2 separate regions of the Macaca mulatta genome follow, and region 2 is linked to region 1. A link is a contact called in public Hi-C data. All regions are on one chromosome and are shown on one strand. Each heading gives the region's core, a stretch centred on a gene start, on an enhancer-like site or on the middle of the called end of the contact. The rest is flanking DNA. Distances are from core to core; before and after follow the strand shown.

Evidence for each region. Hi-C and Micro-C count contacts between places; a contact is called where the count stands out from the background.
Region 2: a contact with region 1 is called in a Hi-C map of fetal cortex germinal zone, with 2.7 times the contacts expected there. The contact joins the promoter of KMT2B here to the promoter of TMEM147 in region 1. A contact is called at or near these places in 3 of 14 Hi-C or Micro-C datasets (fetal cortex germinal zone, fetal cortical plate and liver).

The regions. Positions count from the first base shown.
Region 1 is chr19:46,805,836-46,813,223 of T2T-MMU8v2.0, forward strand. TMEM147 (transmembrane protein 147) reads left to right here and starts at 4,315. Exons shown (of 7, transcript NM_001194024.2): 1 at 4,315-4,530; 2 at 4,602-4,671; 3 at 5,234-5,293; 4 at 5,379-5,515; 5 at 5,652-5,736; 6 at 5,825-5,946; 7 at 6,030-6,229. The coding sequence starts at 4,454. The coding sequence ends at 6,153. It overlaps GAPDHS (glyceraldehyde-3-phosphate dehydrogenase, spermatogenic), which reads left to right. Exons shown (of 11, transcript XM_001095332.5): 5 at 1,072-1,162; 6 at 1,242-1,360; 7 at 1,697-1,778; 8 at 2,093-2,244; 9 at 2,413-2,575; 10 at 3,627-3,724; 11 at 3,812-4,033. The coding sequence ends at 3,884. LOC144329402 (a long non-coding RNA gene) reads right to left here and starts at 4,271. Exons shown (of 3, transcript XR_013410509.1): 1 at 2,861-4,271; 2 at 505-1,849.
Region 2 is chr19:46,962,677-46,970,064 of T2T-MMU8v2.0, forward strand. KMT2B (lysine methyltransferase 2B) reads left to right here and starts at 3,828. Exons shown (of 37, transcript XM_015123697.3): 1 at 3,828-4,207; 2 at 5,294-5,366; 3 at 5,609-7,388. The coding sequence starts at 3,845. It overlaps ZBTB32 (zinc finger and BTB domain containing 32), which reads left to right. Exons shown (of 8, transcript XM_077982302.1): 4 at 341-1,324; 5 at 1,574-1,647; 6 at 1,756-1,824; 7 at 1,950-2,114; 8 at 2,304-2,868. The coding sequence starts at 444. The coding sequence ends at 2,578. LOC106994742 (a long non-coding RNA gene) reads right to left here and starts at 3,341. Exons shown (of 2, transcript XR_001441404.3): 1 at 1-3,341.

The sequences.
Region 1 (7,388 bases), core at 3,065-5,564:
GAAGGAAAGCACTCGGTTACTCGGTTACTCGCAATAAACCTGGGAAGGTATATTCACTTAATGCTTGTTTGCTAAAGCCAAGTAGATAATGGCAATACTAGATGTTTAATGTGTTTCAAATACAAACGTTTGTCAAAATACCAAGTTAAAACGTAAATTTAGGGCCGGGCGCAGTGGCTCAAGCCTGTAATCCCAGCACTTTGGGAGGCCGAAACGGGTGGATCACGAGGTCAGGAGATCGAGACCATCCTGGCTAACACGGTGAAACCCCGTCTCTACTAAAAAATACAAAAAACTAGCCGGGCAAGGTGGCGGGCGCCTGTAGTCCCAGCTACTCGGGAGGCTGAGGCAGGAGAATAGCGTGAACCCGGGAGGCAGAGCTTGCAGTGAGCTGAGATCCGGCCACTGCACTCCAGCCTGGGCCACAGAGCGAGACTCCGTCTCAAAAAAAATAAAAAAACGTAAATTTATAAAACAGGAAACCAGAAACCTCCCCCCACTTACCTTTCTAATGTAAACCACGAGCCACTGCTGCCCCAAGGCTGCCTCAGGCTTCAGGCGTCCTCCAGGAGCTTTCTCTTTAATGCAGTGTCTGTTTTCAGGGACTCTCCTGGCCCTTGGCAGCCAGCTTCCTATTGCAGGAACTGAGGATCTAGGAGGGTTCGTGGCGAGGTTGTCGGGGTTGGGGACCAGAAAGCAGCTGGGCAGGCCTCACAGTCACAGAGTCCACATCCCGGGCAGCATACAGAGAAAGGGTCTGAGCTGGCTGACAGCAGTCAGGGTTGGCGCCTCTAAGGAGGTTGAGGGCTGAGTTGGGGAGGTCACCGCCCATACCCAGGCATAGCAGAGGTGGTGCAATCAACAAAAGGAAGGTGGTCCAAAGTGGGGCAGTGGTGAAAAGCCAGGCCAGCGGGGTGGAGCTCATCTGGAGCAAGTAGGTATGTCGGTGGGGGACGCAGGTAGTTGCAGGTGGGCCAGCATCTGCTCAACCTTTCAAATGGTGAAGGCCGTGGACTATGAAGGTGGGGCTCAAGCAGGGGAGACTGACTCAGCCCTGCCACTACCCCACAGCAAGGAGCCCAAACAGATCCCCTGGAGGGATGTCGGGAGCCCCTACGTGGTGGAGTCCACAGGCGTGTACCTCTCCATAGAGGCAGCTTCGGTAAGCTGGGGAGAGGTGTCCAGGGCCAGCTGGGGGGATGATGGCGCCAGAAGCACCTGACACCGCGCTTCCTCCCCAGAACCACATCTCAGCAGGTGCTCAACGTGTGGTCATCTCCGCACCCTCGCCAGACGCACCAACGTTCGTCATGGGTGTGAATGAAAACAACTATAACCCTGGCTCCATGAACATTGTGAGGTAAGGGGGGCAGCGACATCCTGCAATGTGTGGAAGGGAGGGTAGACTCGTCCTCCCCACTCTCAGCTCCACTGGATTCCTGGTCACTCGGCTTCTACTTCTCCTTCCCGAAACTATCTGCTAAACACGCATGACTTCTGGAGGACAAGCTTGGGGAGCCTCCCCAGCTGCATCTCGGTGCCTCCTTCAGTCTGACGGTGTCTGCACAGATCCCTCTCACCCTCATCCTGACGTTTCACAAAACCAAGTCTGCGTGCATACCCCAAGAGGGGTAAGGGTGGAGGGGTGGCTCTGCAACTCACCTCACAGTGCCCGTGCACACCTTGGCTGTTGCAGCAACGCGTCCTGCACCACCAACTGCTTGGCCCCCCTTGCCAAGGTCATCCACGAGCGATTTGGGATCGTGGAAGGGTTGATGGTGAGTTGAGGATGAGGGGCTGGGGCAGGATGGCAGGGAAACCCCAACCTTTTCTTCCCAGGCCTTGCTTACTATATGGAGTTAAGAGGGAGAGATTGGTTTCGGGAGGAGAGGCCCACCAGTGCAGAAGTCTTTTAAAACACTGTACAACCCTCAGTCAAGGCTGGACCCTGGCCTGCACACGTCCCCTCCTGTGGTCTGTGGTGGTGGCCCCACCAGCCTCCACACCTAGGCCACTACCCTAGTCCCGGAAAAAAAGAGGTATGGGAGCTTAGGACTATGAAGGCCTCATCTTGGTCCTTCTCTTCCCCAAGACTACAGTCCATTCCTACACGGCCACCCAGAAGACAGTGGATGGGCCATCAAAGAAGGCCTGGAGAGATGGGCGGGGTGCCCACCAGAACATCATCCCAGCCTCCACTGGGGCTGCGAAAGCCGTGACCAAAGTCATCCCAGAGCTCAAAGGGTATGAGGACAAGAAGCCGCAACCAGGGTGGGGGCATACCCCGGGAGGACTGGACTGGCCCTCAGTCCTTAAGGGGAAAGCAGGAGCCTGGCCCGGCCACAGGGCAAGGGGGATTGGAGGGCAACGTCCCTAAGTTCTGACTCCTGTTCTTCATGGGGGATTCTCCAGGAAGCTGACAGGGATGGCATTCCGGGTACCAACCCCGGATGTGTCTGTTGTGGACCTGACCTGCCGTCTCGCCCAGCCTGCCCCCTACTCAGCCATCAAGGAGGCTATAAAAGCAGCAGCCAAGGGGCCCATGGCTGGCATCCTTGCCTACACCGAGGATGAGGTAGGGGCTGAGGAGAGGAGACCCTGGGAGGAGCCCTCTGGGGAGGGACATGATTTCCACTTGCCAGGGAGCTGCTCTCAATGTGTCAAGACAGAAACTGCAGGGCGGGAAGGGAGATCTCCCTGCCTCAGGGCCTTTGCACTTCCTGTTCCTTTGGTCTGGAATGCTTGCCCCCCCCAGATGACCACACAGTCTGTCCTTACTTCCTCCAAGTCTCTACTTCAACCTCCCTCTTCAGCAAGGCACCCCCTCAAAAGATGTTCTTTCTGTGGCCCTATTCCTCACCTGAAATTTCTTGTCAGTCACTGTTGATCCCAATGGTGTGTGCATTCCAAGAAAACAGGGATTTAGGGGCTGCGTTTTCACTTTTCTGGCTCCAACCTGGCAGACAGCAGGTGACCAATACATGCTTAGTGAACAAAAGACAACAGTTCTCATTTTTTTCAATACTTGTTCAGGGCCAGGCCATGGCCAGGTGCCTTCTCTGTGAGGAGTGGATGCCATGGTCATGGTGGACCCCGTACATCTACCTTGGTGCTGTCTCCCTGCATTAACTCCTGCAGGTCCACTTTCCCACAGTCGCCAGGATCTTTTGTTTTAATGGAATCACACTGCATCACCCATTTTCAGGAGTGAAAACACTCTTGTGGCCTTTCCTGACACTAGGGCTAAAACCCTCAGGTTCTCCGTTCCTGCAGCTCCTTCCACCTCAGACGCTGTGTTGAGGGCCAGAGCCAGTGAGATCTTCCTAGTCATCTAGACTCAGGCTCATGGCCACCCCTCAGAGAGGCCCTCCATACTGGCCCATTTCAAATGCTTGCATTATTCCTAGGAAAGGGATGTACTGGTACAGCATGAGGGTGTTTGTGACCTGTGCCCTTTGGTCAGACCCCAGTAGAGTGCCTTGGTCCCTGTCCCCAGAGACTGAACACAGTAGGGCTGCATCAAAAATAGATGAATGCATGGATGGGCGATAGAGCTAAGAGCACTGTCAGCTCCTGGAAGTCCTTGCTCTGCCGGACACACTTATCTTTGAAATTCTGACGCCCAGGTCGTCTCTACGGACTTCGTCGGTGATAGCCACTCGTCCATCTTCGATGCTAAGGCCGGCATTGCGCTCAATGACAATTTCGTGAAGCTCATTTCATGGTAAGGGGAAAGGAGCTGGAGACTTGCAGGGGAACTAAGGGGTGGTCGGAAGGAACCCCCTTGAGCCTGCCAATCCCTCCTCCACAGGTACGACAACGAATATGGCTACAGTCACCGGGTGGTCGACCTCCTCCGCTACATGTTCAGCCGAGACAAGTGAAACGGAAAGGTCCCTTCTTTCCTTCCCAGGGGCCAGGGCCGGTACATGTGCCTCCCGTTCCTGCATCTGGCTGCCCGGGGGAGGAAGGGCACCCGGGGCGGACGCCCCACGCCGCTGGGTCCATGGTGAAATAAAAAACAGTGCTCACAGCTGCGTCCCGTATTTCTGCGCCGGTCACGGCGGGTTCTGATCCGGGTTTGAGGCCCGCCCCACCCTTACTCGATCGCCTGCGCCCACGGGCGAGGGGTCGCGCTTGACGTCAAGCCGGGTTCCACTTCGGGAGACGGGGACAGCGATGGCAGCGGGAGAGGTCCCGCATGGCCGGAAGTCACTCCCCACAGCGCTGGGCCGGGAGCGCTGGCAACCGGGCCCGGCCACGGGCGCTCTGACGTCACTGGGCGCGACGCCCCGCGCCGAGACTACTGATCCCAGAAGGTCGCGCGCTGGCCCCCGCCAGTCAGGTGGGCGCCAGGCCCTGGCCGTGGCGAAAGTACCGGCGGAGCCGGAGACCCGCTGCCGGAGACGCCGCCTCGCGATCCCCGCGCGGGCGGGACCGGGCGGCCAGCGTCATGACCCTGTTTCACTTCGGGAACTGCTTCGCTCTCGCCTACTTCCCCTACTTCATCACCTACAAGTGCAGCGGCCTGTGAGTGCGGGAAGGGCGCGGGGCGGAGAGGGCGCGGGGCCCGGGCCGAGCCTCACCTCCCGCTTCTCCAGGTCCGAGTACAACGCCTTCTGGAAATGCGTCCAGGCTGGAGTCACCTACCTCTTTGTCCAACTCTGCAAGGTAAGGGCCGCCGGAATCCACGTGTTCTGGCCCCCAGGCTCTGCAGACCCAGGGACCCGCCCCCGTTGCGTATCCCCCGCCACGGTGGGACCGCCCTCGGGACTCAGCGTAGGGAGGCGTCAGGATACCTAGAAAGGATAGACTTTAAAGAGGGCACGACCTGAGAAGAGGCCTAAAAGCAACTTTTGCGTCGCACTTAGTAAAACTGAGAAAACGTCAGTAGTGTGGTTGGCTAAGAGGTGTTTTTTTTTTTGGTGCGATTAAGAGTGATCACTGATTCCCTACATGCTGTTAACACTGCCCAAGGAGCAGCACCTTCAAACCTGACTCAGATGCCCTGTGATCACCCAGAACTCCAACTTCCAGCCCCCTCGGGGACCCGGGGACCTATCCTCTATCTCCCCCATTCCTGTAATCTTGCCACCATCTGGTGGTTCCTCTTCCAGATGGGTCCCCAGAACCTGTCCTGCCCTCCTCATACCCACGAACTTCCCACAAATCCCACGTGGTTTATCTTGATCCCCTCACCTTGAAGTGACCTCTTTCTGCTTTCTCTTCTCAGATGCTGTTCTTGGCCACTTTCTTTCCCACCTGGGAAGGCGGCATCTATGACTTCATTGGGGTGAGAGGGGCCAGGGAAGGGCAGGGCATGCAGGAGCGGGGCTCCCTGTCCCCTGTGCTTACTTAAGCCTCAACCTGACCCGCAGGAGTTCATGAAGGCCAGCGTGGATGTGGCAGACCTGATAGGTCTAAACCTTGTCATGTCCCGGAATGCCGGCAAGGGGGAGTACAAGATCATGGTTGCTGCCCTGGGCTGGGCCACCGCTGAGCTTATTATGTCCCGGTGCGTGCAGCAGCCTGGAACCCAGACACCTGAGAAGGGACACCTGGGTTCCACGGGGGTGCTGGAGGGCAGGGGCTCACAGCCTGGTACTGAAGGTGTCTGGGTACTGGAGAATCCCATCCTTTGCCTTCCTCAGCTGCATTCCCCTATGGGTCGGAGCCCGGGGCATTGAGTTTGACTGGAAGTACATCCAGATGAGCATAGACTCCAACATCAGTCTGGTAGGCAGTCCTGCTCTCCCACACACACATTTCTGCTGGCGGCCATACTCCTATCGAGGCCTGGCCCCAACTTTCCGCCTCCCTCCAGGTCCATTACATCGTCGCATCTGCTCAGGTCTGGATGATAACACGCTATGATCTGTACCACACCTTCCGGCCGGCTGTCCTCCTACTGATGTTCCTCAGTGTCTACAAGGCCTTCGTGATGGAGTGAGCTGGGTGGGGTTTAGGGCTGGGTCCAAAGTGGGGTGGGTTATCTAGTCTCCCTCCCTCATGGTGACATTTTCCTGCAGGACCTTCGTCCACCTCTGCTCACTGGGCAGCTGGACAGCCCTACTGGCCCGAGCAGTGGTAACGGGGCTGCTGGCCCTCAGCACCTTGGCCCTGTACGTCGCCGTTGTCAATGTGCACTCCTAGGCTTGGTGTCTCAGATACTGATGTACCCTTTCCCTGACTCGCTTCAGGTTTTAGTGAAGTAAACAGTATTTGGAAAGTTGCTGCTGCCTCCATTTCTCTCTCTCTTGGGAACTGTCTCCCAATACCGTGCCCACCTGGGTCCCAGAGGCCCTGGTTCTGGCTCAGGAGCCAGGTAGACAAGCTGGAAGCTAGCCAGTCACTGGCTTATCCCATGTCCTGTTCCTCAGGCTCCTAGTTTGTCAGGAGTAGACAATGTTTGGATGATCTTTGAGCAATGGCAGAGGCCAGGGCCCTCAGGGAACAGGTGATAGAGGGGAGCTAGAATCCAAGAGAAGGCCCTTGGGGGCTCTTCCTCTCCTCACAGCCTCAACCTGGGCCTCCCCACACAGGTCCTTCCCGGGCTGGTTACCTCTGAGGCTCCCGGCCCCAGTGTCCCCCTCCAATCCATCCTCTGTATGGCAGCCAGGGGATCTATCTGAAACCCATGTAACCGGGTCATCCTCCCGCTTGCAACCACTTGCAGCCCCTTGTTACACAGTGGACAGTCCAATTGCTCGGCCTTTGGTTTTATCCAACCAGCAAAATCAGCTTTTCTGAAACTGCTCCCTAGAATAATTTGCCCAGCCAGATTCTTAACATCGTTCAAGCCATGGGGTCAGCATGAGGCTGGGGGGAGAGTTGTGACTGTGAGCTCCTCAGTTCTATGGCCCTCAGCTCAGATCCCAGCCTGAGCCTTCTCAGGGTGGAGTGGAGAGACAGCTGCAGCCAAGGAGCAGAGCAGTGGGGCCCCCAGCTTTGACCTTGTCCTGGATGCCCCCCTCCATTCTCGGCCTTCCTTGGTCCACTGAAGCCAGCTCCCCGCCTCTCTCTGAGGGGGATGTGTCAGAAGTTTTGAATGTCATGTTTAAGCTCCACTTTGATGCACACCTTCCCCACTCAGGAAGATGTTCCCCAGCCCTGACGTTCCCAGTGGGGTACCCCAGGGAGTAGGTTAGGGCAGTTGCCCCTCTTCCTCCAGGCTGTTGAGGTTCCATATGATTTTTTTCTTTTTTTTTTTCCTTTGAGACGGAGTCTTGCTCTGACGCCCAGGCTGGAGTACAGCGGCGTGATCTAGGCTCACTGCAAGCTCCACCTCCCGGGTTCACGCCATTCTCCTGCCTCAGCCTCCCGAATAGCTGGGACTACAGGCGCCCGCTACCACGCCCGGCTAATTTTTTTGTGTTTTTAGTAGAGAT
Region 2 (7,388 bases), core at 2,578-5,077, 160 kb after region 1:
GTACTGAAGAAAGCCTGGCTTGTGCAGAGGTGTTTCCCTGCACAGGGGCTTGGAGAAGCAGAAGTGGCAGTATCTGATATCTTTTACGTCAGAGGCTGCTAACTGGAAGACTTCCCACATGCCTGTCTTAAAACCCACTACTAGCTATTTCTGTTAACTGACTGGCCCTTGCTCTTTAAGTCCTGAATTTGGTCTGATTTCCATTCTCTCGCCATCATGCCTACCTGCTATGATTCTGGATAAGCTCCAATCCTCTCTTGGGTTACTTTATTTGCTCACTCAGGACAGAGGGCTCTGATCTAGGACCAGCAACTCACACTCTCTCCCCTCACATCCACAGGCTTGAAATGAGATGAGATGTTCCTCCCTCCCCTTTCAACCATGGACCTCACACTGTGGCCTTTCTCTTAGAGCCTCTGAGATTGGTACCCAAGCAAGGCACAATGTCCCTGCTCCCCATAAGACTGCCCAGCCCCTATGGCTCTGATCGGCTGGTACAGCTAGCAGCCAGGCTCCGGCCAGCACTATGTGATACTCTGATCACCGTAGGGAGCCAGCAGTTCCCCGCCCACAGCCTGGTGCTAGCAGGTGTCAGCCAGCAGCTGGGCCGCAGGGGCCAGTGGGCTCTGGGAGAAGGCATCAGCCCTTCTACCTTTGCCCAGCTCCTGCACTTTGTGTATGGGGAGAGTGTAGAGCTGCAGCCTGGGGAGCTAAGGCCCCTTGAGGAGGCAGCCAGGGCCTTGGGAGTGCAGTCCCTGGAAGAGGCATGCTGGAGGGCTCGAGCGGACAGGGCTAAAGAGCCAGATCCAGTCCTGAAGAAACATCAGGAGGAGCCAGAGAAACCCTCAAGGAATCCTGAGAGAGAACTGGGGGACCCTGGAGAGAAGCAGAAACCAGAGCAGGTTTCTAGAACTGGTGGGAGAGAACAGGAGATGTTGCACAAGCACTCGGCACCAAGAGGCAGCCCTGAGATGGCAGGAGCAACACAGGAGGCTCAGCGGGAACAGACCAGGTCAAAGGAGAAACGCCTCCAAGCCCCTGTTGGCCAAAGGGGAGCAGATGGGAAGAATGGAGTGCTCATGTGGTTGAGGGAGAATCCGGGGGGCTCTGAGGAAAGTCTGCGCGAGCTCCCTGGCTCCCTTCCCCCAGCAGGCTCCCTGCAAACCAGCGTCACCCCGGGGCCCTTGTGGGCTGAGGCCCCTTGGTTGGTGGGGGGCCAGCCTGCCCTGTGGAGCATCCTGCTGATGCCGCCCGGATATGGTATTCCCTTCTACCATAGCACTCCCACCACTGGAGCCTGGCAGGAGGTCTGGCGGGACCAGAGGTGAGTGGAGGGGCCTAGTTCCCGGCCTCCAGGCTGGGAGGGTGTGGCCCAGGAGGGGCAGCCCTGCTGGGTGGAAAGGCACCGCATCTCTACTGCACAGTTCCTGAGCTGGGGATGAGACAAGAAGCTGCCGCCACAGGGCATGCCGAAGCCCAGCCCTGGGGAGAGGATTTGGGACGCCCCCTCTTCAGGAAGAGGGCAGGCTCTCAGGTTTAGTCAAGGCTGTAACTCTTCCCCACCCTATCCCAGGATCCCACTGTCCCTTAATGCCCCCAAAGGGCTCTGGAGTCAGAACCAGTTGGCCTCCTCCAGCCCCACCCCAGGTAAGCCCCTCGATGCCCTGCATACACCTGTAACACGGTGCCTTCTCTGGGGTGGGGCTCCAGGAGTCCAGCCTGAGCAGGGCCCCTACCTCCCACTGTTCTCTCCAGGTTCCCTCCCCAAGGGCCCCGCACAGCTCAGCCCTGGGGAGATGGAAGAGTCTCATCAGGGGCACAAAGGTGAGTCGGGCCGGGGCACTCGTGCCCCAGCCCCACTGTAGCCCTTGATTTCCTGCCTGAATGGTACAGTGAGTTGACGCTGGGATTCCTGGCCCTGCCCTCCTTTGCCTTCTCTGTCCCCACAGGTGCACTTGCAACCTGTGCGGGTCATGAGGACAAGGCAGGCTGCCCACCTCGCCCGCACCCTCCCCCGGCCCCTCCTGCTCGGTCTCGGCCCTATGCGTGCTCTGTCTGTGGAAAGAGGTTTTCACTCAAGCATCAAATGGAGACGCACTACCGAGTCCACACAGGTATGGGCGCCCCGCCCTGTGTGAACTGTCAGCTTTCTTCCCAACTCCGCTCCTGAGTCTCCACCTGCGTCTCCACCTGCGTGTCCGGTTCCCGCGCAATCCCCTCACCCCGTGGCCCGATCCACCCCTAACTTGGCCAGCTTTCGCCCGCTTCCTTCCTTCACCCGCCTCCCCTTCCGACCGCTCTAGGAGAGAAGCCCTTCTCCTGTAGCCTTTGTCCTCAGCGCTCCCGGGACTTCTCGGCCATGACCAAGCATCTGCGGACTCACGGGGCCGCTCCGTACCGCTGCCCCCTGTGCGGGGCCGGCTGTCCCAGCGTGGCCTCCATGCAGGCGCACATGCGCGGTCACTCGCCCAGCCAACTCCCGCCAGGATGGACCATCCGCTCCACCTTCCTCTACTCCTCCTCGAGGCCGTCTCGGCCCTCGACCTCTCCCTGTTGTCCTTCTTCCTCCACCACCTGACGGGGTGTCGGTAGCGTCTTAGTCAAGAGTCCAATTAAAGAACGAAAAGCGGGCCGGCTAGGCTTCTGACCTGGCACCGCTGCTACGGCGGCCTAGCAAATTCCGCCCCAGAAAGGGCACCGAGTGCCCTCTCCTGGACGATCGCGGGTCGCAGAAGCCCAGGCCAGCGAGCCCTACAGGGTGAGGACACTGAAGTGTGCAGAAGCGAAGGTTAACAGTAGTGGGGGGGGGATTGTCGATCTCATCACCATAATAAAGAGTTTCCTGTGCTCTCCCTTCAGGACTAGAAAGCCAAGTTTAGTCTGTGCACACCCTCGCCCACGCCCCTTGTCCTGTAGCGGCCCCTGGTGGTCCTGCGTCCGCCGTCCAGCGGGGTGGACACTTCCTCCGCCCCCGAGGCTCCCAGTCCTCCCCAGGAGGCAGCCGGCCGCGAGGGCTCGGTGTCCGGGCACACCTCGCGGCATGCCGGTCCTAGGCTGGTGGGGGCTGTGCGACCGCAAGTCACTCGCCCCTTCCAGTGCAATCCACGGCGCGCGGAGTCTGATCTGGGAGCGCTCGGCCCGAGCGAGAGAGGAACGTGTGCTCCGACCCTGCTTTCGGCCACCCGCCTCCTCTCCGGGAGCACACAGACCCCGAGACCGCGGCCTCTCCGGCGTCTTCCCTCCAGGCCGTGCCGAACCGCCGCCGGATCGCGCCCGGAACGGAGACTGACTATGCCTTCCACCGCTCCTTCTCCAGCCCACGCCTCCTGCAACCGCGAACTGCATTTCCCAGGGCCTCAGGGTCCCGGGGCCCGAGCCCGCGGCACCCTGGGAGTGGTAGTCCACGCGGGCCGCCGGCCTCGCCAAGAACAATGGGAGGAGCCTGGGGCTAGGACCACACCTCCCGGAGACCCGGCAACCCGCTTTCCGGGTCCTGGCCGGGAACCCAGCAGTCCCAGCCCTCGCGCCTTGGCTGCCGGCGGAAGAAGCGAGGCGTCCAGACTACATTTCCCGGAGGCCCCCGCGGCTCGGCCCTCTGCGGCCGCAACGCGGGGTCTGTGCTCCCCAGGCGCGGTCCGAGGGCGCCGGCCGGCCGCGGACTCCCTCTCCCGTGGTGCCCTGCGCGTGGCCGGCCCGGCCCCCGGCCTCCGGCGGCCCCGCGGCGGCGCTGGTTGTTGTCGTGCGCCGGTGCCGCCCCGCCCCGCCCCCGCTTTCTCCCCTCCCCCCGGCCCTGCGCACGGGCCGCCCCTCCCCCCGCCTCCCCGGCCCCTCTCACGGTGCCAAGATGGCGGCGGCGGCGGGCGGCGGCAGTTGCCCCGGGCCTGGCTCCGCGCGGGGCCGCTTCCCGGGCCGGCCGCGGGGCGCCGGCGGGGTCGGGGGCCGCGGCGGACGGGGCAACGGGGCCGAAAGAGTGCGGGTAGCTCTGCGGCGCGGCGGTGGCGCGACGGGGCCGGGCGGAGCCGAGCCCGGGGAGGACACGGCCCTGCTCCGTTTGCTGGGGCTCCGCCGGGGCCTGCGCCGGCTCCGCCGCCTGTGGGCCGGCCCGCGGGTCCAGCGGGGCCGGGGCCGGGGTCGGGGCCGGGGCTGGGGTCCGAGTCGGGGCTGCGTGCCGGAGGAGGAGAGCAGTGACGGGGAATCCGACGAGGAGGTGAGGCGGTCGGAGGCGTCCCCGGCGCCGGGTGGGGCGGAGGCCGGGGCTTCCAGGGGTCTGGGTTGTCCCGGGGGTGGCGTGGGCAGGCCGGGTCCTCAGGGTTCCTTCGGAGAGACGGGGCACGGAGGGAGGGAGGCTGCATGCAGCTTCCGGGGGAAAGGGCCTCTGGAAGTGGGTAGAGGAGCCCAGGCTGCAGCCGGGCACTCGCGCCCGATGTCGGTCCCGCTGAAGTGTCCTGGGCCGATCCTTTTCGGCAGCTGGCAGAGCTAGGGCGGTGGAGGTTTGGGCGAGGAGGCAGTGGGGACTGCATGCCCAGCCAGTCTTGGTTGACAGCGGCAGCGTGGCCTTGGCAGACAGGTTGGAGCTGTCTGGGCTCTTACCTGTGGGCCGCCCTGCCGGGCCTCGCAACCTTCTGGTTTCTCCAGGGCCCCAGTTCCTCTTGGCATCTCAGGTGGAATGGTGGAGGGTTTCCTCTTGGGGCTCGGGCTGAACAGGAGTGGGATGAAGGCCGGGACTGGGCACCCTGGCAGGTCAGAGCTCAGCTCAGGATTTCTCCCCCAGCCTTTCAGAACAGGCAGGAAGGTGTGGGTTGCTACCCTGGACGCTTAATAACCACCTGAGGGCTTGCAGTGGAGCCCGTACGAAAGCCATCTGATGCCCTCCCTGCCCCTCCACTTGCGGGCCCCTGTTCCCAACTTAATTCAGAAAGAAATTGTGGCCCGAGAGGGTGTCAGTGGAGGTCCCACTTTGGTCTCAGTTGGACTCTGAGGGAATCTGAGTATGGGGCCTGCTGCCTTCCCTGAGGAGACCCTGTCGTCGTCTCTCCTGAGCCAGTGAACCATGGCTTTGGTTGTGCTGCTGTGGTCCAGCACTGGGGATCGGGGTTCAGAATACCTGGCGCCTCTATCCCTAGGGAAAGACCCTCTCTTGCACTCCCCGTGACCTTTGAGTCTTTTTTGTTCTTTTTAAATAGGCAGGGGTATGTTAAGTGGGAACTGGGGATATTCCTCGATGCCTCAGGTGGAACGAGGGCTTTGGCACTGACTGCTGTTTCTCCCCTCCACCCCTGGTCCCCTAAATCAGGAGTTTCAGGGTTTTCATTCAGATGAAGATGTGGCCCCCAGTTCCCTGCGCTCTGCGCTCCGATCCCAGCGAGGTGAGTGACGGGGGAACTCCACCTCTGTAGCGTCACAGGAATTTATCCTCGCCCTTCGTGTCAGCTCTTCCCTGTTCAACTAGTCTCTGTCAGTTGCCGAGTGTGTTCTGTGTTCAGAGTCCAAGCTAGTCTGGGCAGCGGGGGAAACACACAAGCAAGACTTAGTCCCTGCCCTCCTGGAGCGCTTTCCTCTGTCTGCAGGGCCGGCTTGATCCATCTCCCCACACCTATTCTCCTTTTAGGTCGAGCGCCCCGAGGTCGGGGTCGCAAGCATAAGACGACCCCCCTTCCTCCTCCTCGCCTAGCAGATGTGGCTCCTACCCCCTCAAAGACCCCTGCCCGGAAACGGGGTGAGGAAGGCACAGAACGGATGGTGCAGGCACTGACTGAACTTCTCCGGCGAGCCCAGGCACCCCCAGCACCCCGGAGCCGGGCGTGTGAGCCCTCCACCCCCCGGCGGTCTCGGGGACGGCCCCCAGGACGGCCAGCAGGCCCCTGCAGGAGGAAGCAGCAAGCAGTAGTGGTGGCAGAAGCAGCTGTGACAATCCCCAAACCTGAGCCCCCACCTCCTGTGGTTCCAGTGAAACACCAAACTGGCAGCTGGAAGTGTAAGGAGGGACCCGGCCCAGGACCTGGGACCCCCAAGCGTGGAGGACAGTCAAGCCGCGGAGGCCGTGGAGGCAGGGGCCGAGGCCGAGGTGGTGGGCTTCCTTTTGTGATCAAGTTTGTTTCAAGGGCCAAGAGAGTAAAGATGGGACAATTGTCCTTGGGACTCGAATCAGGTCAGGGTCAAGGTCAACATGAGGAAACTTGGCAGGATGCCCCCCAAAGAAGAGTTGGATCTGGACAGGGAGGGAGCCCTTGCTGGAAAAAGCAGGAACAGAAGCTGGATGACGAGGGAGAAGAGAAGAAAGAAGAAGAAGAAAAAGACAAGGAGGAGGGAGAAGAGAAGGAAGAAAGAGCTGTAGCTGAGGAGACGATGCCAGCCGTGGAAAAGGAAGAGACAAAGCTGCCACCACCGCCTCTGACTCCTCCAGCCCCTTCACCTCCTCCGCCCCTCCCACCCCCTTCAACATCTCCTCCACCGCCACTCTGCCCTCCACCACCACCCCCCGTGTCCCCGCCACCTCTACCATCCCCTCCACCGCCTCCTGCCCAAGAGGAGCAGGAAGAGTCACCTCCTCCTGTGGTCCCAGCTACGTGCTCCAGGAAGAGGGGCCGGCCTCCCCTGACTCCCAGCCAGCGGGCGGAGCGGGAAGCTGCTCGGGCAGGGCCAGAGGGTACCTCTCCTCCCACTCCAACCCCCAGCACCACCACGGGAGGCCCTCCGGAAGACAGTCCCACCGTGGCCCCCAAAAGCACCACCTTCCTGAAGAATATCCGGCAGTTTATTATGCCTGTGGTGAGTGCCCGCTCCTCCCGTGTCATCAAGACACCCCGGCGATTTATGGATGAAGACCCCCCCAGGCCCCCAAAGGTGGAGGTCTCACCTGTCCTGCGACCTCCCATCACCACCTCCCCACTTATTCCCCAGGAACCAGCACCAGTCCCCTCTCCACCACGTGCCCCAACTCCTCCATCTACCCCAGTCCCACTCCCTGAGAAGAGACGGTCCATCCTAAGGGAACCCACATTTCGCTGGACCTCACTGACCCGGGAGCTGCCCCCTCCTCCCCCAGCCCCTCCACCTCCCCCGGCCCCCTCCCCACCCCCTGCTCCAGCCACCTCCTCCCGGAGGCCCCTACTCCTTCGGGCCCCTCAGTTTACCCCAAGCGAAGCCCACCTGAAGATCTACGAATCGGTGCTTACTCCTCCTCCTCTTGGGGCTCCTGAAGCCCCTGAGCCAGAGCCTCCTCCTGCCGATGACTCTCCAGCTGAGCCTGAGCCTCGGGCAGTGGGCCGCACCAACCACCTCAGCCTGCCTCGATTCGCCCCTGTGGTCGCCACTCCTGTTAAGGCCGAGGTGTCCCCTCATGGGGCTCCAGCTCTGAGCAACGGGCCACAGACACAGGCTCAGCTACT